3 separate regions of the Gossypium hirsutum genome follow, and regions 2 and 3 are each linked to region 1. Evidence: chromatin contacts called from public Hi-C data. All regions are on one chromosome and are shown on one strand. Each heading gives the region's core, a stretch centred on a gene start, on an enhancer-like site or on the middle of the called end of the contact. The rest is flanking DNA. Distances are from core to core; before and after follow the strand shown. Region 1 holds the start of LOC107910093 (ras-related protein RABA5a). Region 2 holds the start of LOC107910082 (tonoplast dicarboxylate transporter). Region 3 holds the start of LOC107910085 (cysteine proteinase inhibitor 1).

The links. Hi-C and Micro-C count contacts between places; a contact is called where the count stands out from the background.
Region 2: a contact with region 1 is called in a Hi-C map of leaf, with 2.7 times the contacts expected there. The contact joins the promoter of LOC107910082 here to the promoter of LOC107910093 in region 1. A contact is called at or near these places in 10 of 34 Hi-C or Micro-C datasets (anther, fibers, hypocotyl and 2 more).
Region 3: a Hi-C map of leaf shows a contact between it and region 1, with 2.7 times the contacts expected there. The contact joins the promoter of LOC107910085 here to the promoter of LOC107910093 in region 1. A contact is called at or near these places in 3 of 34 Hi-C or Micro-C datasets (all in leaf).

What each region holds. Positions count from the first base shown.
Region 1 is chrD06:58,104,367-58,107,835 of Gossypium_hirsutum_v2.1, forward strand. It overlaps LOC107910093 (ras-related protein RABA5a), which reads left to right and starts at 1,808. Exons shown (of 5, transcript XM_016837852.2): 1 at 1,808-2,459.
Region 2 is chrD06:57,896,644-57,900,112 of Gossypium_hirsutum_v2.1, forward strand. It overlaps LOC107910082 (tonoplast dicarboxylate transporter), which reads left to right and starts at 1,749. Exons shown (of 6, transcript XM_016837835.2): 1 at 1,749-2,364. The coding sequence starts at 1,942.
Region 3 is chrD06:57,930,671-57,934,139 of Gossypium_hirsutum_v2.1, forward strand. It overlaps LOC107910085 (cysteine proteinase inhibitor 1), which reads left to right and starts at 1,960. Exons shown (of 2, transcript XM_041095950.1): 1 at 1,960-2,306. LOC107910084 (a long non-coding RNA gene) reads right to left here and starts at 2,973. Exons shown (of 2, transcript XR_001687462.2): 1 at 2,829-2,973; 2 at 1,929-2,651.

The sequences.
Region 1 (3,469 bases), core at 558-3,057:
AAAACATTTTTTTTAAAAAAAGTTATATTAAACAAGTTATTTTTGATTGAAATTTTGAGCTTTTGAAATAGAAAAGTTAAAATTTTTAACTTTTTCTATCCCAAAAGCATTTTTAATGCTTAATTACTTTTTCACACCTCCAACAACATAGTATTTTCCCTTTCTTTTTTTTTTCTTTGTTAAAACCATTAATTAAAAATAAAAATGTATTTTTTAAAATAATATAAATGTGTTAATATCTAATTACAAATATTTAATGGTCATATTTAAAATATAGTTTATATATTCTAATTAAATTTTATAAATAATTAATATTTATTGCTTAAAAATATTTAAAAATTATATTTCATATATTAAAAAATTAATAATAAGTCATAATAAATTATTTTTTATATTCTTACTAAAACATAATAATATTAACTAATTTGAATATTATTTAAATGCATATTTGTTATTTGATAATATCATATCTAAAATGGACATTTTAAAAACAATACTAAACACTCAAATCTTAAACTAAATTTATCAAAAATACTTCTCAAAATACTTTTCCATAACACTTTTTAAAAGTACTTTTTAAAAACATTGCTACTGGCCCTTAGTATCAAAAAGTGTCGCTTCGACCCTCTTAGTATCACCCTATCATACAACTCTTTAACAACCCAACTTGCTACATAAAGACATCAACAAACAACAAATAAGAATATAAGTGAAAGGCTTCTTGAATATAATCCATATTTCTATGATCAAGTTTGAAACATGACTACCCACGGAAACAAGAATGGACATAATTATGTGGTCGAAATTGAGGTAACTGTAACTTAAGATCAACAAAATGTAGCTGTTCGGAATAGGAAAGAACAAAGTCTTTCCTCATTTCATGGCAACCAGAACCAGTGTTCACCTTATATTAAGCTTTTAATTCAATATCTAATTAAACCAGTAATCTTGCAAGATTTGATTTTTTTTTTGTTAATATGTAAGCATAAACCAAAAGGCCCAAGCTTTTCACAGAATTACATGATCAAAAGATCAGTGCAGTAGGCAGAAGTGTAAAGTTGAGAGTTTGCTTGGAACATTTTTATATTTGACAAAGGCCCAGTAGAACCAAGATTGATAGAATTGTGCTAGCTCAGGGCACCTAAAGTGTTGGTATCCTAGGTAATATCTTATCAAACTGTCGGCAACCTATTTACCAAGTGTGTGTGATCAAGCACGCCCTCAACTTTTGATCTTGCCCCTTCATTTTCAATGTTAGGGAGAAATTTATGACCATCTATTTTATTTACCCTCATATCTGTCACCGAATCAAACAATGTCTACTCTTGTTTTGTCGGCATATAGTTAAAATGTGCTACAGTACATACAGATAATATATGATTATTCCAGTTGATTGAGTACTCATTAACGTTTTAGAAAAGAATTAAAGTTCGAGTCTTATTATCAATCTCATTTGATGTCTGATCCATGAGTACCAAAAAACAATGAATGCAATAGATGAAATAAATCCTTTGGCACAGATTTTGGTGTACAAAAGTCAAAACCATGGAAGGTGGTCCAGTTAGTTTTGGAGAGCCAAAACATTACATTTAACCACAAGGAAGCGGCCAAGGTTTTCACCTTAGCTGCTACAGCAGCAGCAGTAGCTGTAAGTTCGTGCACCTAGGCAAAATGAAAGGTGGTAATGGGGTATGGGAGGTGGGTCCTTTCTGCATCACCAAACTGCAATACCGCCGAAACCATCTACTGAACAAGGTTGGCAATGTCAACTGCATTTTATGACACAAAACCAAACAAAGCTTAAGCTTTTGTGTAGATAAGGCACCTGCAAAATGATAAATGTTGGCTAAATATTAGCTATGCTCTAGTCTTCCATGGCCCCTACCATTTAAGAACATGATCAGTCAGCCATATAAGTCCATATCATAATCTGGCTTTTTATGTGGGAAGTTCAAAGCAAAACCAACATACATTCCTCTTTCCATCACTATTAGTAGTACTGGAAGGACATCCTTCTCTAGTCTTTACCCTAGGTGCTCAAACATTCCTGCTTCATTTCAACTATAGTTTTCTGCATATGGTTTCTCCACAACTAAAGTTTTCAACTTTCATACGCATTGAAAACCAATTCTTTGTCAAGATATGGAAAGAGACACCCTTTTTTATCTATGATGAAGTCCAAGGGGAATATAAGGCCCAAAAAATAAGCCCAGGAAATTAAGGGGTGGCTAAACCAGTAACCAGAGTAAATGCAAATCTGGGGTTGTCTCGTCTCTGCACTCGGCTCCCTCACCTCCTTGGAAAAGCCTAACCCTTAAATCCTTTGAATTTGTATCTCTAAGCCATTGACATTATCATATAATCAGATCCATTGTTAACTCTTTTATTTGATCGTAATTCCTGGTAGAGAAAAAAAGAAGAAGGGTAAGGGGAGCCCCCTGAAATTCTTCTTATAGCTGGTGAGTGTAAACAAACACGATCTCTTTTTCTTTAGATTTTTAAGTCCCTTTTTTTGTATTAATATTTGATGAGATTTACGAATTGGGTTTTGTATTTTGCTTGTTTCTAGATCATTTCTCAATCACATTTTTGTTCTTTTTTCTTACTAACTATTACTTTGTATGTTTTTGCTAATCTCTGTTTTGTCAATACCTTGCTTAAATTCATGGTTTTTAAGATTTGATCATATCAAAATCGATTTTTTCTGCTCTAATTCATTTGGATATTCTAGACTTAGTTATAATGGTTCGGTGCTTTTAAGGTTTTTTTTCTTCTTTTATGGAAAGAGTTAACTGGCTGTTCCATATATGAACTTGGTTCTAGCCTTTTAGTCAATTGCAAAATATAAAATAAAAGGGCAGTTTGCTTGGTGATTTAGTTTCTACTGGTGTCTCTTTGATGCAAAACTGAGTCTAGTATGCTATAATTTGATCTCTCTTTGCAAGATGCAGATGCTCTACTTTATGATCAAGAGCATATTTTTTTTTCTTTGAATGTTGAAATTGATTTACTTGGATCTATAGCTTACTTCCTGCTCAAAGTTCTCTAGTTCATACAATCAGAGTTTCTGTGTTTCAGTGAATTTTTATGAGCTGTTGACATAGCAGTAAAAGTTTTCAATCCTTAAATTTAACTCTTTAAATGACTCCTATTGAAAAATATATGAAACCTTTTAAAGACTGAGTTTTTCAGCATCTCTAATGATTAAAACAAAGAATAAGACAAAAAATAACTTTTTAAAAGAATTCTTACATTTAGAAGTGAAAGCACAAGGGCTTGTTTATATATGAAGTTCTATGTTGTTTCCGTACCATGGTCCAGTGGTAATATTCAAAAGATTGAACTATCACATGTTATCTTATAAGGTCTAGTGCATAGTTGATGCATATTATTCAATCAAACATCTTATATTGCCCTTGCAGATGATTTATTGCTTATGATTGATTTCATAGCTTTATAATTGCTGTTC
Region 2 (3,469 bases), core at 499-2,998, 210 kb before region 1:
AAAACCCCCTAAAAAGGGTTATTGAATGACTAAGTTTAAAACTCATACTTGGGGTGCACTCACACAACATGGTTGACGTGAAATGTCTAGATCAATCGGGTCCAAAATAGGTTTGTAGATATTTTAGCCTAATATGATCTCAACAAAATTGATTTAAAAACTCATTTAATGCAGATTTTGTATATTTATTCATGAAAATCTTTAAAATTCCACTATATTGAATGCCTATAAAAGCCTAAAGAATTCTACAGAATTTTTTAGACACACACTCACAACAAATTTATTTTGCTTTCGAAAATTCTTCTCTTTCTCTCTTCATATTTTCATATGTTTCCGTGATAGATGAAGACAAGGTTTTGTTCGTTGATCACTGTAGAGGTATTACTGTTTCGATCATCTTGTTGTTGTATCCTGGGAGACAATCGACCTACATTTCTCCAAGTACCATAGGAGCGCCCGAATCTGTTTTAAGAAAACTGTATTAATAGGCCTCAACATTTAATAAAACTTGATTCTCTTATTTGATTTCTAGTTTTCATAATCTTGTTTATTTAATTATTTTTTTTCATATATATAAATATTTGTTTCTATCACTTGTTCAGATCTTATATTTAATATAATTATTTATATTTATATTTGTTTGTTAACGTGTTTTGTCCAACATTCTCTTCCCCTTTAATGATACATCACATCTTCTTTATTTATCGATATTATTATTTAAATTTTTTATTGAGATCGAATTATCAACTCAATTATGAATTTATTTAAATACCCAATTATTTTCATCCAAATCTAATTGTTAATTTATTTGCATTAAATGAATTACATATGACTTAACTTGTTCCTACTAATTAAAATTCAATTATGGTTACCTGAATAAGAAAATTCAAATATGGTAGAACAAAAACAGTGACAGGCTAAGAAGTAATCTCCCCAAACAGATAGCTATAAACCTAAGATGTCAGCTTAATCTTTATCAAGTAATTTTTGTTTTTAAAAAATTGTCACTTGCAAAACAGACAGACAAAAGCTATCACTTCCAAACACATTTACTATTTTTCTTTATTTCTCTACCTTCGTTTTCATTTTTCTACAAACAAATTGTTGGCACTTTTCTTTTTATTTATTTTCCATGAATTTGTTTTCTTGAATCAAACAAATGTCTGGTTGACTGGGGCTCTCACACTTTTTTCCATTATCCTCCATGTTACGTATTTGTATCATCAACTCAAAGTTTAGATAAAATTTAGATTATCTATCCGCGAATAGGTTAGGCCTACCAATTGAGTGCATGCAGGTCTTATAGTGGGGGTTCGTCAAAAGATCTCGCAAGGGAAGTTCGCAATCCCAGTTTGCATATATCAAGGAGTTCACATGTGAAGACTACAAAGTCCAGTAGGTAGACCAGAGCAATATACGTGTACAACATACATAGAGCTTAACAAGAACGTTAATTCTATGAATAATAACCATGTGTATAAATATTCAATTATCCCGAAACACGGCAGAAAAATACTCATCAGTCCCATATCTCAATTAGTTGAAACATTTTGAGAAATTATACCTTGTATGTAACAATCAATAACCCATGAAAGGACTAATCTACAAAGGCTAAGATAAGTTGTGGAATAAAAATACCCACGTGGCTTTGTTGATGATCTGTAATTGGCCCTACCCATGCATCCCTACTTTGAATCCACACATATTCCTATATATATATATATATATATATTTAAATTTATTAAATTTATCGAATCATTATGGTTTCTAATGTTTTATACTAATCAACATTTGTAAGCTATATGCCAAAAACAACTAATTACGGGGAAAAGCGAATTTGTCAGCAGCTAGCCTCCGTCCGAAGTTTTAGATATAAAAGCAAGCCTTGTCCAAGCCTCTTATTTTCCACCACACTTAATTTATATCCATCTCGCCGGAAAAATGCCCGCCGGTGACAATTCCGATGATTCAAAAGCCCCACTTCTCCCCATCAACGAATCGGTGGAGTCGTCATCGAGTTCACCCTTTTCTCTGAAATCCTTGATCTCACTTAAAAGTTTCTATGTGGTGTTAGGACCCATATTGTGTGCCATCGTGTGTGTTTTTGTGAAGTTCGATGGCCCAGTGACTAGCCGGAACATGTTAGCTGTTCTAGCCTGGGTCTTCTCTTGGTGGCTCACTGAGGCCGTGCCGATGCCAATCACCTCCATGGCACCTCTCTTTCTGTTTCCCCTCTTTGGAATTTCTTCTGCAGATAGTGTTGCCCACTCGTATATGGATGATGTGATTACCCTGGTTCTGGGTAGTTTTATACTTGTTCTTGCTGTTGAGCGCTACAACATTCATAGAAGATTGGCCTTAAATGTGAGTTTCCCTTATCGATTTTACTCGTTTCAACTGTATTTTTCTCCCTCAAGTTGATTTCTTCTTGTTAGAAAATTGACATAGCTGACAGTAATCCATAGAACACATGAAGTTTATAGCAGCTTCTTTGGGTCTGGATCGATTTTGGATTCAAATTCAAAGTAGATTATTAAAAGATTACGTGATAAATATAAATTCCTTTATTGGTTATTCTTATACTATTTGTTGAAGCAATTAAAAGGAAATTTTGCTCAAATGCTATCACAAAAAAGGTTTTCGTTTTTGGCAAAAAACAAAACTGGGTCTTTTAATTTGCTCAAAAGCTTCAACATGATTTCAGACTGCAAAAAATATCAAACTAGTCCCTGTATATTAGATTAAATGACACAACGGTCCTTTCTATTAAAAATGTCATCTATTTGTACTGGTAAAAATTAGTGTAGTTGATAGAATAACCAGATAGTGACATATAACATGCCACATGTACTTTATGCTGACGCATAAAGATTGATTTTTAATAGAAAAAATGGATGAAATTGTTAACAGAAGAACCAAATTGCTCTTTAATCTAATATATAATGACTAATTTGCTATTTTTTGATAAATGAAGTAAAATGCAATCGATTCCTAATATAGGGGTCTTCATGGTAGTTTTACCGATTTCAGACCATATCTTTTACCGTTTATTATCATACCATTTGTTGAAGTAAGTTTTTAAATTTATTTTTTAGATTCTAAATTAGCCACTAAACTTTAAAAATATCTTAATTGAGTCATCAAAGTATTAATGTTAACCTAATAACTGATTTAAAGTCTTATATGTAGCATTTTTAAAATGCTTGGATTAAATTTTAAATATGTATGTATTTATGGACAATTTAGATTTTACATATTAAAGAAAAACAATGTTGTTAAAAAGATAGTGTTACATTTGAATTGACATTTGATGGCTAAGCAAATAGAAAGATGTAATTGTCACAAAACTAATAATTTAAAGTTTCAATCAGAATGTTTTGAAATTTAGAGACTAATGTCAACTTTGAGTCGTCATATAAGGACTTCTGGTGAAATTAACCCAATCATTAAAATGAAAAAAGGTGCCACA
Region 3 (3,469 bases), core at 710-3,209, 170 kb before region 1:
AATGGAGCAAATACAGTAAAATTGGACGTTATGATTTATTTTTTATTTAATAACTTATTATTTTATAACCACAAGTAAACAACCTTTTTTTCACAATATTATTTTGCATAAGAACATTTGAAGTATGATAACTTGAAAAAGTTTTCTAACAAGTTCTCATTAGGAATGTCTCCCAATATAATGTTAATTTGAGAACTTATCATGAATACTGCAGAATTATACTCACCTACAGTTTTAAAATCTTTCAACTTCAGGTGCATCAAATCATAAAATTATCGTATTTCAATGGTCATATTTTTCTCTTAAAATTATTCCACAATTCAAGTGGATATTACATGGTCAAATAATCTTCAGGAATAACTTGATTTCAAATCACAATTACACAAGAAAAATATTTATTTAGTCAAATATTCCAATCAAATATTCTACTTCAGCTGTTCATGGGGTTGATGATGAAAAAAGATCATAGCAGATGATCTTGGTCAATTCAATTTCGCATATAAGAAATGTCACAATTATCTTTCTAACATGCATATCAAATCTTTAAGCATTCATGGACCATGCATGATATAATTAAATAATCAAATCTTTTTCATACCAAATATAGTCTTTTTCTCATTAACAATCTCAATATGAGATCCATTACAGTGAATATCTTTTAAAACTAATACATTAATCATCACAAATTTTGTTCTTTCATATATTGATATATTAGCTCTTTTGGAGCTTTCAACTAATTTTCATATCACATTGATAACATAAGTTTTCTCTACCAATGATCTTCCATATCACATTGGTACAATAAGTTATCTCTAACATTTGAAGGGTCATGTTGTGAAATCTCATTGTTCTCTTATTTATTATTATGTTTCAACTTATAGTAGCTATTATTATGTCATTTATCATGTCCATAATCATATCCTTTAAAATTTCCTTTATGTTTGCGTTCACTTCGGGAAATACAACAGATTTAGTAGGACGGACTTCTAAACGTCTCAACAGATTCTTTACTTTATAACTACCATCGCAATGATGCATGGATTTCAATTCAAAATCTATTTGTTTATGTTGTTGTCGTGATTAGTCTCAAGTTACAATAAGCATGCTATCATAAAATAAATTAGTAAAATATACCTAAAGATCGTTAACATCATCATCACCCAGGTTATTATCACGAGCACCATTACAAGTACTAAAACAAGTTTGTTTTCATAAAACCATTTATAAATTAATAGTAAAAACCATTTATAAACAAACAAATATTTCTTTGGATATGATGCTCGAAAGTTATCAGATACATATTGTACCAAATTTCGATATCACATATATGTTATAAAATCTTATGATAATAAATTATCTATAATTTATAATTAAATTAAAATGTATAATCCAATTATTCAACAAGAGCATATTAATGAGATTGAATTAGATCCTATTCGATTTCTCTTTAATCAATAATACCAAGTTAATAACACTCTTCACCACAATTTTAATCAAAGTTCAAGCATAGTTAGAAACTTATGAAGAACATAAAAAGGGTTTTAGAAAGAAAATTATATACCGTTAACATGTTATGAAATAAATGATAAATGATAAAGAATCAATTCTCCTTATTTCTTGAATCTTAGTAGACGAAATGATTTGAGTTAAACCCAAAAAAAAATTTCGTTCAACAACTTAACTTTTTTAAAGAATGTAGTTTATATTAATCAATTAGAGAGTAAAAAAGAACGTATTTTATTAATAAAGGAGGATATTTACAATGCTTCTATAAAATCTATATTTATAAACACAAGAAGCATAAATAAAATAAAACTCTATTTTTTAATAAATATTAGAGTCTTAAAATACATCAAATTTATCTTGATCTTGATAATAAAATATTTATAACATTAATGATAAAGAAATTTATTACTTAAAATTAGGGATTTGGAGAATCTTTTTTTTTTTTTTTAAAATACTTGATTGGATATTTATTCAATAAGCAGAAATAAACAAAGGCTAGCCTAGAGTCAGATAGAAGATGGACTCAGCCCAAGACACAAAATTAAGGGCCAAACAAAATAAAAATAAATCCTAATCAATCCTATCCAGTCGACGAAGGCAGCTGGCACCCAACACAACCCTCCATATTCACTCAATCTCAACGGTTCCAGATACCCAAGACGTACCAGTTTCCAAAAACCAAAACCTTTTCTGCTACCTGTCCCTCTACCAGAGCAGCCTCCAAGCAGCTTTCAATCCGGGTTTCTTTGCCTTCTCATCTCCAACACACCACGAACCAAGTCAGGCAAATGTCCGTCCAGGTAAAATTCCTCCCCCTTCTTCAAACTTTCATAGGCTAGGGTGTGAGCAAGGAGATTCGCAGATTTAGGTGTATATTGGAAAACTACCCTCTGAAAATGTTCTTTTTGCCGGTGAATATCCCTAATAATGGCCCCGATTACTGACTTATCCGGGTTTGCTGAACTGCATTTCTTGATTGTTGTCATTGAATCACCTTCGATTATTACGGATTCGAGGCCCAGGTGAATCCCCAACTGCATAGCTTGTAAGCATGCATGCGCCTCCGCTGCAAACGGTGATGGTACCGCTTTGTGGAGGACCACTTTCGAAGCCAGAATCTCCCCCCCCGCCGGAGTTCCTAGCCACTACCCCAGATCCAGATTTTTACATTGTTACCATTCGGGGGAATTTTGAATTTAAAATTAAAAAAAATATAAAAACAAAGTTATGATTTAACATCTTGATGAATGGGTCGGTGATTAAGTCAAACATTTTCATTTGCACAAAAAAAATAAAAATAAAATCAAGCACTATCAGCTCACCTAAGTTTTCATTTTGGGCCAGCCGTCGACCACTTTCACATTTTTCTTCCGAGGGGGGGCTAAGTGGGCTACAACCACCATTCTCACAATCAATTGAATAAGAAAAATTGAAATTTTATAAATTCATTGAATATTGAAATGTTTTGGCTTAAAAAGTTGGTCTTATTCATTATATTTTTTTATTTTATTTAAAAACTTATATTTAAAATAATAAAAATAGAGATATTGTTTAAAAAATATCATATAAAAGTTAATAATTGTTATTTATTTTATTTAAAAAATTATGTGTTTTTAGTAAATATTTATGAAAAAGATTTTAGAATTTTATCAAATAATATACAAAGTACTAAAACTAAAAATGAATATAAAAAATCGAAAACCATCTTGAATTATGATAAATAATTCAAAATTTTTTAAAAATATAATCCTTTTCATCTATATATATATTTTAATAGTTTTACATTACATCAGAATTTTCATCTTAAAAAAAATTAAATTTAATTTGAAATTATAAAATTAAAGACGAAATTATTGATGTAAGATAAAATTATTAGAATCATAAAAGTTTATTTCTTCGAAATACGAATTTGCAATCAAAAGAAATATGGACATGAAATCTGTTAACAATTATATTAGTATTG